Linked DNA regions of Mus musculus: region 2 is linked to region 1. Evidence: chromatin contacts called from public HiChIP or PLAC-seq data. All regions are on one chromosome and are shown on one strand. The core of a region is the stretch at or near the end of the contact, and the rest is flanking DNA. Distances in the headings are between cores, read along the strand shown.

Region 1 (7,298 bases), core at 1,337-3,836:
AAAGACTTAATTGAACTTTGATAAAAAATATGAGATTATAACAGAATTCTAATTTACAACCCTTGCTATTACTCATGATTGTAATAGCAAATGGAAGTTTGTGATTTCTGCATATCAGTGCAATAACAACATTAGGGTGTCCTTGTATAATAACAATCATAAAAATGCTGGTATTTGATGAAGTTTAGAAAACTATGTTTAACCTTTCTTTACTGAGGAATAGGTCCAAGAAGAATCAAGCCCCTCACTGAACAGAGGTGTTGCCCATTTTGTTTTCAGGCATTCCAGGCACTGGTTCCCACACCAAAGGGAAAGATATGGCTTAAGTTCTTTCTTTGGACTGTAAGCCATGAAAGTGATGGGGAACTGTTTGCCATGAAATGTCTCCTGGGCAGATAATCAGTCTTGATTATCCATCCTGAAGAATCTAGCCTTGGAGGAAAGCAAATCTTGACCAAGAAAAATAATTTACTGAGTAACACATAGGAAATCGACCATTGACAATATGCCTTGAGAATGAATTCATTGAGGCCCCAGGCTGCTCAAGGGGACTATGTATGTGAGGATTTAACCGAAGACTCTCATGAGCAACCCTGTCAGCTTATGTAAAATGACACTCAAAAAAGTACTATTATTGTCTTTAGGGAAAAAGCAGTTTACATTTCTTTAAAAACTAAAATTCTAATAACCAAAAAAGTGAGGTGGAACAAGTCAGTGAGAAACAATTGCATATAGGTTTTCTTCTGTGTGGATTACAATGAAGGGTGATGGGGCCATTAAGCCTGACACTCCGATATTGCACATGTGCAAGGCAGTATCCTCTCATCAAGGTCCCTTATCTCTAAAATGCAGATAATTTCTATTCTGGAGGTAAGGACACAAACATAGCACCTGTATGAAGCAGGCCATGATGAGTTAGTTCAATCCTGTTCTTGGAGCATTTTAGAAGGCTTTTGATCCAAGCTCATAATTAAGATTGGATAAATTTTCATAGAATTGCCCTTTTTTATGACTAAATTGATGTCCACAGAAAGTAATATGCATTCAGAATTCTGTGAAAACATGATACATTTGACATTCTCTAAGATAATATATTAGTATTGTATGCCTCAAGAAAACTCATTTAGAATAAATATTAGATTAATATTTGTAGAATTCTGGGAAAAAAACTTTAAAAGATATTATTAAAATACCAGCCTAATTGTTTTGGAATAAAAAAAAGCACTACAACTCATGTTCTCACTGTAACTCACAACTTCCAGTATTTATTAATGTAGAAAACTGTAGAGATTGTGTGAAATCCTGAGTAAATGCATGTGTTACCACAAGCAGAGTAATGTCAAGGACTTCTGTGCTTCAGCCTAATGGGAATGGCAAAACTTTTCCTCGGTACAGAGGGATTGAAAAATCCTTCCTCTTGTCCATGTGTGTATATTGAGAGACATGTTTCCATTAGAGTGGACAAACCACCCAATTCAAGCATTTCTCTGTCTGTGTATCTTTCCTTTCTTCATTCCCTTGCTGTCCTATTCCAGGGTCCAGGACTCTAGTGATTCAAGGATGTGATAGAAAATGGGAAAGGGTTTTGCATTTATGTTCTGAATATATTCCTCAGGAGAAAAATTATTTCAAATCTTCAAATTTCAAAGAAGTGGCATTAAGTTATTAATTGTCTCCCTGTTAATCTAGAAAACAAAAGACATACAAACAACCACAGAGGCTCTCAAAGATGTTTGATGTACTTCAAGTGGGAGCAGAAAGATCACAGAGAACACCTGCCTGCAGATTATATCAAGAAGCTGTTTATCTGTTGAAGGGAAGGATTTAGCTAACAGCAATGCACCTGAGAAGTTAATGTGCAGCACTGAGATCCTATCAAAAGGCTGTTTAACACTTCCCTAAACCACTTAGTCCTACAAATTTACATTGGGTAGCTCTTGCAGACTAATAAATATATGCCCCAAAGGATTTCAAGGTGAATAATCTCTATTAATTTGTCCCAAATTTATAAAGATGACCATGATAACAATAAAGAACCATCATTTCCTGAGACCTCATGATATGTTTAGGTCTTTCCTAATCTCCACATAGTATTATTTCATTCAATTTTAAAAAATTTAAGTTAAGAACAACTTAACAACTTGATTGATTTAGTTTCCTAGGTTTTGTAGGAAAGGGAAGTGCAACTCCAGAAGATGATACTATACAAACACTTTGGTTACCCATATACAGTGATTTTCAAACACAGTGCATCCATCACCTTCAAGTGTTAGAAGATGTGGGGAGATTCAATGTGTTCAAGACCGTAGTGGCAGATACCTGCTGTAGGGCTGGGTGGTACAGGATATCAATGCATCTGAAAACTACCATCAAGGGTCTAATAAGAATTTAACCAGGTGTCTAATCATTCATGAGGGCCTGTACTGTTCATTAGTGAGAATGGCCAGACTGAGTTTCAGGATGACCTCAGTTGTCTCCATCTTTTCAGGCTACATTGAATCTTTTTTGAAAAGACTTGGGTTTGTGTAACCAGTTAGACCTCTAATCCAGACCCTTCCTTGCCCTGGCAAAGCAGCAGATGGTAGCTCCATATGGGACAATCACATCCTCCCCCATCACACCTTAGTAATGTAAAGCAGGAGCAGATGGACAGCAGCTGGGCCCTTTTTTCCATCTAAGCAGCAGCGTTCTGTTAAGGCTGTCACTACTCCTGGCTGTCTGAAGGCTTCGGAACCCAGTTCTTTAGCCTCTTGTTTATTTGAGCATCTGAATTTTCAGCTTTCTCTCTGCATGGGTCATATTAAGGTCTCTGTCCAGTGGAACCCAGAAATCCGGACTGCCTGTGAAGGCTAATTTTGATGGATGGTAGGTTTTGAATCAAACCATAATTTATCACCCGCCTTTTTATGTTCATTCATTTTGGCTTCCTACCAGTTGCTAGTTCTCTGTTACTAGAGATTTCTTTCCTGACTTGTATAATGAAAGTTTTACCTCACATATTCTAATTTAATTAAAAGTTCAATGTAGTAACTAAAATAAAGCCAAAATGAGGCATGTATGTGTATGTTTGAAACACATTTGTTCAAATATAGCCCTACAAAGAAAACCCTGTGAATGTATGAGGCCAAATCACAGAGGAAGAGGATGTTGGATTATAGATTATTTCTACTCAATAAACAAACTAATTTCATTTAAAGAGCAATGTGTCACACATGATTGTATTATATCAAGTCCTATAACATTTATTACTTAATAAAAAACCATACATCAGTGCCAAGTCTACCCAATAAACATGATTTGTACTATTGTTATGATTCTGTGGAAAGTATGTTAGATTGCCACTTTACATAGTTCAAAAAAATTAAGCTCCAGGAAACTAAAGACCAAAACATCATGCTGTAAGACAGTGTAAAAGGTGCAAATTACTAATAAAAAGAGCAAACGTAGTTAACGCCTGAGTACATTGAATAATGTATACTATTTTAAAAATCTTAAATAATTAAGCAAGATAAATGAGTTCTTCCACTTGAAGTTAGCAACACCCTCTTCACCTCCCTAATTGAGGAAAGGAACCTAGTTTAAATTTCACTGTGTTGGCTAGTTTTATGTCAACTTGACACAAGCTACAGTCATCAGAGAGGAGGGAGCAGCAATTGAGAAAATGCCTCTATAACATCAGGCTATAGGCAACCCTGTAGGACATTTTCTTCATTACTGATTGATTGGGATGGCCTAGGCCATTGTGGGTAGGACCACCTCTAGATGGTTGGTCCTGAGTTAACAACAAAACAGTGAAAGAAGATAGTAGCCAGCACTCCTCTATGGGTTCTGCAACAGCTCCTGCCTCTAGGTTCCTGCCCTGCTTCAGTTCTGTTTTCACTTCTGCCACTGATAAGCAGTGATGTGGAAGTGTAAACCAAATAAATTCTCTCCTCCCTATTTACTGTTGCCCACAGGATTTAATCATAACAATAATAACCCTAACTAAGACATTCATAATTGCAAATAATAGGTGTGAAAACTATATTATGTATATTATGTAACATTAGGTAAAAATTTAAAGTTACCCAAGAACTTAGTAGCAACATACAGTTGGATGTCATTAAGTTAAATAGTGTGCTGGCTGGTTTTTGTCAAGTTGACACAGGCTGGAGTTATCACAGAGAAAGGAGCTTCAGTTGAGAAAAATCCCTCCATGAGATACAACTGTAAGGCGATTTCCCAATTAGTGATCAAGGGGAAAGGCCCCTTGTAGGTGGTACCATCCCTGGGTTGGTAGTCTTGGGTTCTATACGAAAGCAAGCTGAGCAAGCCAGGGGAAGCAAGCCAGTAAGTAACATCCCTACATGGCCTCTGCATCAGCTCCTGCTTTCTGACCTACTTGAGTCCCAGTCCTGACTTCCTTTGATGAAAGGAAAAGTGGAAGTGTAAGCTGAATAAACCCTTTCCTCCCCAACTTGTTTCTTCGCCATGTTTGTGCAGGAATAGAAACCCTGACTAAGACAAATAACATTTCAGAAACACTCAGTAATGTAACTTCCTAACATCCTTCATAATGGCACGTTTCCTGGGAAAGACCCAAAGACTGTTAGGATTTCACTGACAACACGGCTTTCACATAATATGCAATAGCAGAATCATGTAATACCCGAAATGTATTTTGGATATGTTTTAACCTTCATTATCTAAAAAGGTGAAATAAGATTAGCATGGCTGGCACAGGAGTCCGCCCAGCCCGAGAGGTTTGTGCCTCAGGCCCCGGCAGCGGGAGTCTCCTTGGCTCCAGGACTCCGCGGAGGGCAGGCTGCACGGGTGACGGTGTGGAATACAGAGGCCAGCCGGTTCTGGGTCAGGCGAGAGCCACAAAGCTTCTGAGGCGGCGCCATCTTCAGCTCCAGACAACCGGCCACCTTCCTGGCCAAAGCAACACAGCTTCTGGGAAAGATCCTGTTTTGGGCCTTCATCCTCAGCCAGGAGGAGGTCCAAACACCAGATAACTGTGCACCTTCCCAGCCAAACTCTCAATTACCATAGATGGAGAAACCAAAGTATTCCACGACAAAACTAAATTCACCCATTATCTCTCCACGAATCCTGCCCTTCAAAGGATAATAACAGAAAAAAACTACAGAGCAATTGTGATAAAAACTGCAACTTATAGAGACACTGAAACTTATAGAGGAGAAAGTGGGGAAAAGCCTTGAAGATATGGGCACAGGGGAAAAATTCCTGAACAGAACAGCAATGGCTTGTACTGTAAGATCGAGAATTGACAAATGGTATCTAATGAAACTCCAAAGTTTCTGCAAGGCAAAAGACACCGTCAGTAAGACAAAAAGACCACCAACAGATTGGGAAAGTATCTTTACCTATCCTAAATCAGATAGGGGACTAATATCCAACATATATAAAGAACTCAAGAAGGTGGACTTCAGAAAATCAAATAACCCCATTAAAAAATGGGGCTCAGAACTGAACAAAGAATTCTCACCTGAGGAATACCAAATGGCAGAGAAACACCTGAAAAAATGTTCAACATCCTTAATCATCAGGGAAATGCAAATCAAAACAACCCTGAGATGCTACCTCACACCAGTCAGAATGGCTAAGATCAAAAATTTAGGTGACAGCAGATGCTGGCAAGGATGTGGAGAAAGAGGAACACTCCTCCATTGTTGGTGGGATTGCAGGCTTGTACAACCACTCTGGATATCAGTCTGGCGGTTCCTCAGAAAATTGGACATAGTACTACCGGAGGATCCAGCAATACCTCTCCTGGGCATATATCCAGAAGATGCCCCAACTGGTAAGAAGGACACATGCTCCACTATGTTCATAGCAGCCTTATTTATAATAGCCAGAAGCTGGAAAGAACCCAGATGCCCCTCAACAGGGGAATGGATACAGAAAATGTGGTACATCTACACAATGGAGTACTACTCAGCTATTAAAAAGAATGAATTTATGAAATTCCTAGCCAAATGGATGGACCTGGAGGGCATCATCCTGAGTGAGGTAACACATTCACCAAGGAACTCACACAATATGTACTCACTGATAAGTGGATATTAGCCCCAAACCTAGGGTACCCAAGATATAAGATACAATTTGCTAAACACATGAAACTCAAGAAGAATGAAGTCTGAAGTGTGGACACTATGCCCCTCCTTAGAATTGGGAACAAAACACCCATGGAAGGAGTTACAGAGACAAAGTTTGGAGCTGAGATGAAAGGATGGACCATGTAGAGACTGCCATATCCAGGGATCCACCCCATAATCAGCATCCAAACGCTGACACCATTGCACACACTAGCAAGATTTTATTGAAAGGACCCAGATGTAGCTGTCTCTTGTGAGACTATGCTGGGGCCTAGCAAACACAGAAGTGGATGCTCACAGTCAGCTATTGGATGGATCACAGGGCTCCCAATGGAGGAGCTAGAGAAAGTAGCCAAGGAGCTAAAGTGATCTGCAACCCTATAGGTGGAACAACATTATGAACTAACCAGTACCCCGGAGCTCTTGACTCTAGCTGCATATGTATCAAAAGATGGCCTAGTCGGCCATCACTGTAAAGAGAGGCCCATTGGACTTGCAAACTTTATATGCCCCAGTACAGGGGAACGCCAGGGCCAAAAAGGGGGAGTGGGTGGGTAGGGGAGTGGGGGTGGGTTGGTGTGGGGGACTTTTGGTATAGCATTGTAAATGTAAATGAGCTAAATACCTAATAAAAAATGGAAAAAAAAAGATTAGCATGTCTGCTTGCCATATTATCCTTGGCTCTACGTGTGCTTGAGGGTCTTCTTTTATAAACATTTTTAATGCTAAGTTTTGGTTGGCTATTTTTTTCTATTTTGGTTATGATATTTTTGCTGTTATTCTGTTAAGAAATCAATTCATTTCATTTAAAATGCCAATGTTATTGGTGTTTTTGTATGTCTGGATCATCTATAGTCATGACTCTTTACTGACAATGAGAATTTGCGTTGCTCTTTCGTTTATCTCAGAGTTAGACTTTCATTTATTAGCCCAAAGCAACACAGTATGGGATCACACACACAGCTCAGTTTTCCTCTGAAGATCAATAGTTGTAAATATTGTTTAAAACTTCCACTTTTAGTAATATTTGCTGTAAGGCATAGTCTCTGAGCACTGCTTGAATTCCTCCATCCAATCTGTTTTTTGTTTTGCTCTTTAAAATTATTTAAATTACTCCAAATTCATACTATGATTTGTAGATTATTTAAAATTGCCTTGATTTCCAAGTATTTAAGCACTTTCTAGAGATTTTTAACC
Region 2 (7,298 bases), core at 2,278-4,777, 320 kb after region 1:
GGTAACCAATTCTTTCCTAGGAAGATTCAGGTCACAAAGTTTTCTATGCTCCTGTCTTTATTTTTTACACTTTCTCTTTAATCTGGTCTGGCAGAGTTGAGGCATAAGCACATAAGTTTGCATGGAGAAAAGGCAATAATGGAAAATAGTTACAGTAGCAGAAAGAAGATAGAGGACAGACTTGCAAATCAGAGTTCATCAGTATTAGTCACCTAAAAAATGGCAAGTTCGTGCCTTCTTCCTTTGGAGAGAGTAAAGCTCATGAGCAAAGGACTCAGATCACTGATCTCTTGGCTGTCTCGAATTAGGTCTCCTGGGCTGTTTAGGTAGTGGTCTGCACATGACTCTGTTGTTACTAAGTGAATTCCTTGCACCAAGTCTGAGTAGCAAGTGGCATACCCTCTTCTTAGCAGCACTTGTTAAGGTTTCATAATCCTCATCTTCCAAGGATTCACACAGTAAACAAAACCAGGAAACTGGAAGAGGGGCTGCTGTTCTCAGTGGGAAGTGCACTAGGTCTCAGGAAACCTGGAGTCCTTTCCCTTAGCACGCTGGAGCAGATTTAAGCAGGCTCAGAGGGATTATTTCTTAAATGTGCATGATTTCGGTGAGCCAGTTATCAACCATAACCATTCTTGTAGACTCAATAATATAAAATTAAATAAATCATACTCAAAACAGAGGTGCTAAATATCTAATGTTCACTCCTTCATAATTATTTTTCTACATTCTTCTTTCTCTGTGCTTTTGAAGTTGTTTAAGCCTCTTATTTTAGTAAACATTTTTCAGTGATGCATACTAAAACTACAAGTATATAGCCTCTGCTTTGTCAAACGAAATTCAGAAACAATCTTTTAGGGCCTGTAAATTATTACACAGATCAGAAAAAGAAATCTGGTCACAGCAATGATGAATTCCAATTTTGTTTCAGTGTCTTCTTTCCCCTTAAATCAAATAAAAGCATCAAACAGTAGTCACATCAAAACTATAAAGACAAGAGCTTGTCAAACTCAACAAAACAAAAGAATTATTCCAGAAGTAATTTATAGTACGAATTATTGTGGTTTTTTTCAATGCAGTACTATTCTTTATAAGAACTATGCTATCATGCACTAATTTAATAATGTGGTAGAGAAGAATGCTGGCTAGTTTGTCTTGTCAACTCAACACAAGTTGGAGTCATTTCAGAAGAGAAAAACCTCAGATGGGTGAACACCCCTGCCAGCTTATCCTGCACATTCTCTTAGTTACTGATTGATGTGGGAAGGTCCAGCGCACTGTGAGGGGTGACACCTCTGGACTGGCTGCTCTGGACTTGAATAAGAAAGCAGGCTGAGAAAATCACAGGAGTAACCCAGTAAGCATCACTCCCACTCCCCAAGGTGTCTGATTCAGGCTCTGCTTTCAGATTCCTGTCTTGAGTTCCCACCCTCATGTTGATGACAGACTGTGTTATGGATTTGTGTGTTAGTGTCTTATCATAGAGGTAGAAACTCTTACCTAGACAACACATATACTTTCTTTTGGTTAGGATCCAGTTATGAAATTCGTATGATCGTGTCTCCACCTCTACCATACTACAACTTACTTTGGGGGGAAAAAAAAAACTCTATGAGTTCCTCATGGGCAAATTAGTGAAATTGGTGAATTGAATTATGATTGTGTGAAACCCTTACGTGCAATATGAATGTAACACTAAAGTATGCCTTTACAGGTCACACAATCCAGTGTGCCTTAGAGAAACAAGAGTTGACCGAATTTATTCCTTTTTTTTTTTAATTTAAAAGCCGAGTTCACTTTTTAAAAAAATCAGTATGTAAGCTTTCTTTTGAGGGTTTTCACCCCAGCTAAAGAAAAAAAATATCATGCTCATGTGTAAGTTTTAAATTATTGTTATTTCAAACACATTGTGGAATAGGCTATCCAATAGTCTTCCGGATTTATCTGTTTTGCGTGTATGATTACAGAAGAATAAGCACATATACAGTGAAGCTTTGGGGGGAAACTGGAAAAGTGAGAATGTTTAAAAACCTCCAGTGAACAAGGACTAACTACTGAGCCTCATTATTACTTCTTCCCGTTAATGAGCCCTGCTAGAGCTATCACCATTAGGTAAAGTTCTCTGAAAGCCTTGTCAAAATACACAACTTACACCTTTGTGGGTTCTGACAAAACAAACGCAATGCTTCAAAGAAAGGAAGTGCCGCGGGGAGCCTACAAGGTCTGCTCCCTGAACTAGGAGGGAAAAAAAAAAAAAAGACTATGAATCTCACTCACAAAAGTCTAGCACAGGAGATTGCAGCCTTGACTTCTGGTAACCACGAAACAGACCACAGAATCAATCCTAATGACAATAGGACCCAGAGTATTTGCATAGAATCAGAAAGGTCTTTTATCTTTGCACCCTGATTTCCAACTTCCTATTCCACTCACTCCCTGGGCAAGGGGCCAAGCCAAACAGAAGCCGGGTTCCCTTCTTTGCTCTGTTCACTCCCCAAAGACAGCTGTCAGTCCGTCGCATCCTGAGCACGCAGCATTTCAAGAAAATCAAAAGAGGAACTGAAAAGGCAGAGGCTGAACTTGTGGTTCCCAAGCACAACCACATGTTCCTGGAGTACTCCACTCCTCTACGATCGCCTTCCAGATACTGAAAGAGAGGTGAGATTGTAGCTCTCTCAGTAACTAGCTGCCCTCAAGCACCTTCTAACCAAACAAGAACCTATCTCCAGAAAACCGTCCCAATAAGAGCAAGCTCCAAACCCAGGCATAACTTAAGCAGAATTGCAGAGGATGCACACGCTAGGTGTCCAAGAGAGGGGCGGGGAAAATGCTCTCTCCTGGAACGCCACCCCAGCTGCCCCCGACCGCGTGGCGATGCCGGGTGGGGGCGCAGTGAACCCAAGCGCGTGGGACCAGAAGTGAGACCGCGCCCTCCTGCGGGCAAGAGCTACCAGGCGGGAGGCACAGATAACCTGGAAGGGACAGAGAGGGTGGGGGATCCCTCTGATGCGCTCTGCCGGCTCACCGGTCTTTAGCCGGGAGCTTCGGATCCAGGGACAGAGCCCTACAAGCCAGTCCGAAAAGCGGGCTGTTTCCAGACCCGGACGCACTGGGCACTTACCAGCTGCAGTGCGCAGAGACAGACCAGCGAGCAGCGCCCGGTGCAGCAGCCCATGGTGCGGCCAGCGTCCCAGCAGCGCCGCTTGAGAGAGATCTGGCAGCTCCGGCTGTATCCTGCGACTTCAGAGCAGCCCGCGCGGCTCTCTCCCCGACTGACCGGGCGCAGGCTCCGGACCCCGCGGCCGGCTTTCTGCTTTCGGACTGGGGCTCGCTGTCGCCTTTGTTAATCTGCGTGCAGGGCGGGCGGAGGTCAGCGCGGCGCGCCCGTGCAGTGCGTCTGCCAGGGGTCCCTACCTCCTAGCGCGAGGGTCGGCTTCTTGAGGAGGGGGAGCCGGGCGGAGGGCGGGGGATGGAAGAGGCTACAGCTGGTGAGTGGGTGAATGTCTTTTAGGGGAGGGGAGTATGCAGGAGGTGGGTGTCTGGAAAGTGCGGTGGGCTGTCTGGGTCGGTGTGTGAGAGTGTGTGCTCACGCGAGTGTGTGTGTGTGTGTGTGTGTGTGTGTGTGTGTGTGTGTGTGTGTGTGTGAGTTGGGAGGGGATGAATGAAAGAGAGCGCCTCTGGGGAGGATCGTCTTGTCTTGTTAGGAGTCTGGGGAGAGAGAAAGAGACTGTGGGAGGATGAGATTGAATGTGAATGAGCTTGAATCTGGGAGGCCCCCAGGGATTTGAAGCCTAGGCTCACGGAGCAATTGTGGAGTCATAAGCTGTAGGTTTTCTTTCTGGGTGTGAGGAGTGGGTGAAAGCTACTGCAAAACCTGGAGCTAGGTTTACCCACGCTGCCCTGGAGAGGTACATGTTCTGTTTGGTGTGTGGGGAGGAAGGACCAAGAGACTTGGAACTCAACGTGAAAGCACTCTACATAATGAATGGCCAAGGTAGGGCAGTGGACTGAGCCACTGGCATGGCGCTAAGAGGTGGTTCAATCAATAAGGGTCTCAACCCAAGACTCTGGGTCCCAGGTCAGCGGAGATGACATTTTTCGCACCAGGCGCCCCTGCTGGAATCTTCTAGGAAAAGTTGCCTAGGGTCACAGCAGAGCTTAATGTTCCCCCAAGAGCCCAGAGACTAGACACACTGCTCAAACTGACTTAAGGCTTTAATTTGGAGTGCCTTGGGAGTCTTCATAGAGACACTGACAAGGAAAAGACAGGGCCTTTTAATAATAATGAGATATTTCTAGAATAAACACAAATAAGAAGTTGGACAGAGAAAAAGTGAGAGGAGCCTAGAAGTAAAACCTAATTCTAGTTACTTAAGATACCAAACAAACTCTCCACGAATTCTAAAGAAACTGACTACCCTCACATGAACAGAGCAGAGCCCAGGAGTTCTGTAGCTAAATCACTCCTCAAGAATCAGGAATAAGTCGAAAAACCAAAAAAGAAAAAGAAAAAAAAAGAAAAGAAAAGAAAGAAAAAGAAAAAGAAAAAGAAAAGAAAAGAATCAAAAATAAACCCTTGACAAATTGAGTCCAAAGAGGAACAAGGCTGGAAACACGGTTTTTAACCTATTGCTGCTCTCCTGGTAGATTCTTGGTTTATAAGTTAAGAAAAAGTGAAGGCTAGGTCAAGTGTCTCTTGCCTCTTAGCACTCTGGAGGCGTAAGTAGGCTGATCTCTCTGAGTTCAAGGATACCCTGGTCTATAAAGAGAGAAAAGGCAAGAGTATGTATTTAACCCATTCAGACATTAGTTTTGGATTTTTGTTTCTCTTGCAATTTTATGTCCTGCTCTTTGTAATTCCTACAACATACATTTTATTTCTAATGTGGACAACATTGTTCCAAGGAAAAATCTACTCATGGCATCTCTGAAATTATAGTAAGTACAAAAGAGTAACTCAAATGGCTATTAAAAAAAGTCAAAAAACAATGTTTCTTGAAACTCCTGTTCATTCATGTGAGAAGGGGCAAGTGTAGTCAGAAGTGGGGGTTTTTGTTTGTTTGTTTGTTTTGTTTTGTTTTGTTTTGTTTTGTTTTCTATCCTAACTTTAAGACATCCATCATCTCCGGGCAGTGGTGGTGCACACCTTTAATCCCAGCACTTGGGAGGCAGAGGCAGGTGGATTTCTGAGTCTGAGACCAGCCTGGTCTACAGAGTGGGTTCCAGGACAGCCAGGGCTACACAGAGAAACCCTGTCTAGAAACAAACAAACAAACAAACAACAAAAAAAACGCATCCATGGTCAAGGACTATGAGATATACAGAAAATGCATTCATGGCCATCACTGATGAATGAAATCCATAAAAAAAATACACACTGACAAATAAATAGTTTTCTTTTTCCAAATCTTTCCCTGTAGTCTTAGCCATTGGCCCCTCTGGTAGCTGAAGTAAATGGTTGCAGAAACAGACACAGGAAAGTCTGTCTGTATTTTCTTTGTGATTTAATTCATTGATTTATGAAGCACTACACAACAACTAAACACACACCATTGTTTGTAAAATCCCAGGTACCACCCTTCTCTATGCATATTCACTCCTTTGACTCCCAACACCAATCCCACTGATATAGGTTCAGGGACAACTGTGGATTCAGGTAGAGAGAGTGCTCTGATGACCACAGGGAGGCACAAGAATATAAAGTCGGTCAAATGACTTGAAAGCCCCTGGACTTCAGTCTCCTGGCTGTCATTAAAACTTAGGGCACAGAAGCACTTGTATACAATGTGGAGAAAGTCCTCTCTCAGAAGAAGCTGTCGTGACTTGCACTAGTCTAGTCCCCAGACACAGTGTTAGCAGGTGGAATGTTCTGAGAAAACCTGAAGCCCCCTGTGCTTCTGACTTATCTCCTAAGAGACCCAGCTTGCAAATTCTTCTTTGTATAATTCAAGTGTTTGAAAATGCATTGATTTTAAGTGCATTTGTAAAAACAAAGCAACTGTAATAACAAGTCTGGAGGGTGCATGATGCTTTAGTTCTTCTTCTTTGCATCCTTTCTTCTTTTCTTCTGAATGATGCTAGAAATCCCTAGTTGAGGCCATAGCAGTTATCAAATGAATTTGTGTACATATGTACAGAGATTTTTTATTGCTGTTCATTTGTTTCTTTATTTTTTCTTCTATCTTAATTTTTTTTGGATAGTGCTCCTTTAAGAAGCTCTAATTCTTTCTCCCCTACTACTATAAGCTTTGAAAGTAAAAAGGCATGTGAGGGGACAACAACACACAAAAAGCCAGATCTGACAGTGCTGATTCCTGTATTCCTTAACTGAGCTGCAGTTATTTGAGAATCTTGGGACCTAAGGCATTGGTGAATATTTTCATAAACAAGATACTTAAGGGATAAGACTCAATTCTAAATATGAGATTCTGTTATCTTTCATATACATCTTAGACATAAAATCTACAGGCAATTTTTAAGTGTGCTCAAGCTTCGACTACAACAGAAAATCAGGTGTGGGTTGTCATGCTTGTAATATCATTTGGACTCTCAAATTTCTCAGAATTAGAGTATTTAATGTGAGACACTGATTTCCTGTTTCTCCTTAAATAAAGATGCAATTCTGAAGTTTCCTTTCAACTCTTACACGCTCTTCATAATTTTTTGTAATACTCTCTGGAATCTGAAATACGTACTTAAAAATGCAAAATAGCAATGTAAAATGTGTTGGGTGTATTATGGAGACTTACAATTCTAAATAAGTTGCACATGAAAATCATTTTAGTTATTGTCTTAGCCACTGTTCTATTACAGTAAAGAGAGACCATGACCAAGGCAACTTTTACAAAATAAAGCATTTAATCAGAATTTTCTTGCAGTTTCAGAGGGTTATTCCCTGATCCTTATGGCAGGGAACGTGGCAGTGTGAAAGCAGGCTTTAACTGAGAGCTTTACACCCTGATGCACAGACAATGGGCATAGAAGGGAGTGGGGGTGGGGGGAGGTGGGAACCACTGGGCCTGTCCATGGGCTTTAGAAACCTCTAAGCTTACTCCCAGTGACACAACACCTCCAACAAGGCAACAACTCTTAATCTTTCACTAACAGTTTACCAATTGGGGACTAAGGATGAAAATATATGAGTCCATGGGGGCCATTTTCATTAAAACCATCATAGCTATCATTTTTCTTCCCTACTCTTTTAATATATATAAAATCCTAAATAATTAGACAAGTACACAAAAACATACTATTTCTCTTATGTTTTTAAAATCATTAACATAAACCTATAATTCATA

What was found. HiChIP or PLAC-seq counts read pairs in DNA pulled down with a chosen protein or histone mark.
Region 2: an H3K4me3 HiChIP or PLAC-seq map of neural tube shows a contact between it and region 1, with 4 times the contacts expected there. The contact joins the promoter of Nkain3 here to the enhancer-like site in region 1. A contact is called at or near these places in 6 of 39 promoter capture datasets (hippocampal neurons, liver, pre-B cells and 1 more), 1 of 484 Hi-C or Micro-C datasets (cortical neurons), 9 of 115 datasets of contacts at active chromatin or transcription factors (SST interneurons, astrocytes, embryonic forebrain and 6 more) and 1 of 9 other capture datasets (liver).

What each region holds. Positions count from the first base shown.
Region 1 is chr4:20,457,890-20,465,187 of GRCm38.p6, forward strand. The region is part of intron 3 of Nkain3 (Na+/K+ transporting ATPase interacting 3); the gene reads right to left. Among named protein-coding and RNA genes, the nearest start is that of Gm11872, 120 kb to the left of the region's middle. Within about 2 kb of position 2,587, at least 13 of the 459 cell types and tissues checked have an H3K27ac peak or open chromatin away from gene starts, as enhancers often do. A contact at or near this core is called in neural tube, where this site is marked.
Region 2 is chr4:20,775,141-20,782,438 of GRCm38.p6, forward strand. Nkain3 (Na+/K+ transporting ATPase interacting 3) reads right to left here and starts at 3,528. Exons shown (of 6, transcript NM_001290410.1): 1 at 3,122-3,528. The coding sequence starts at 3,175.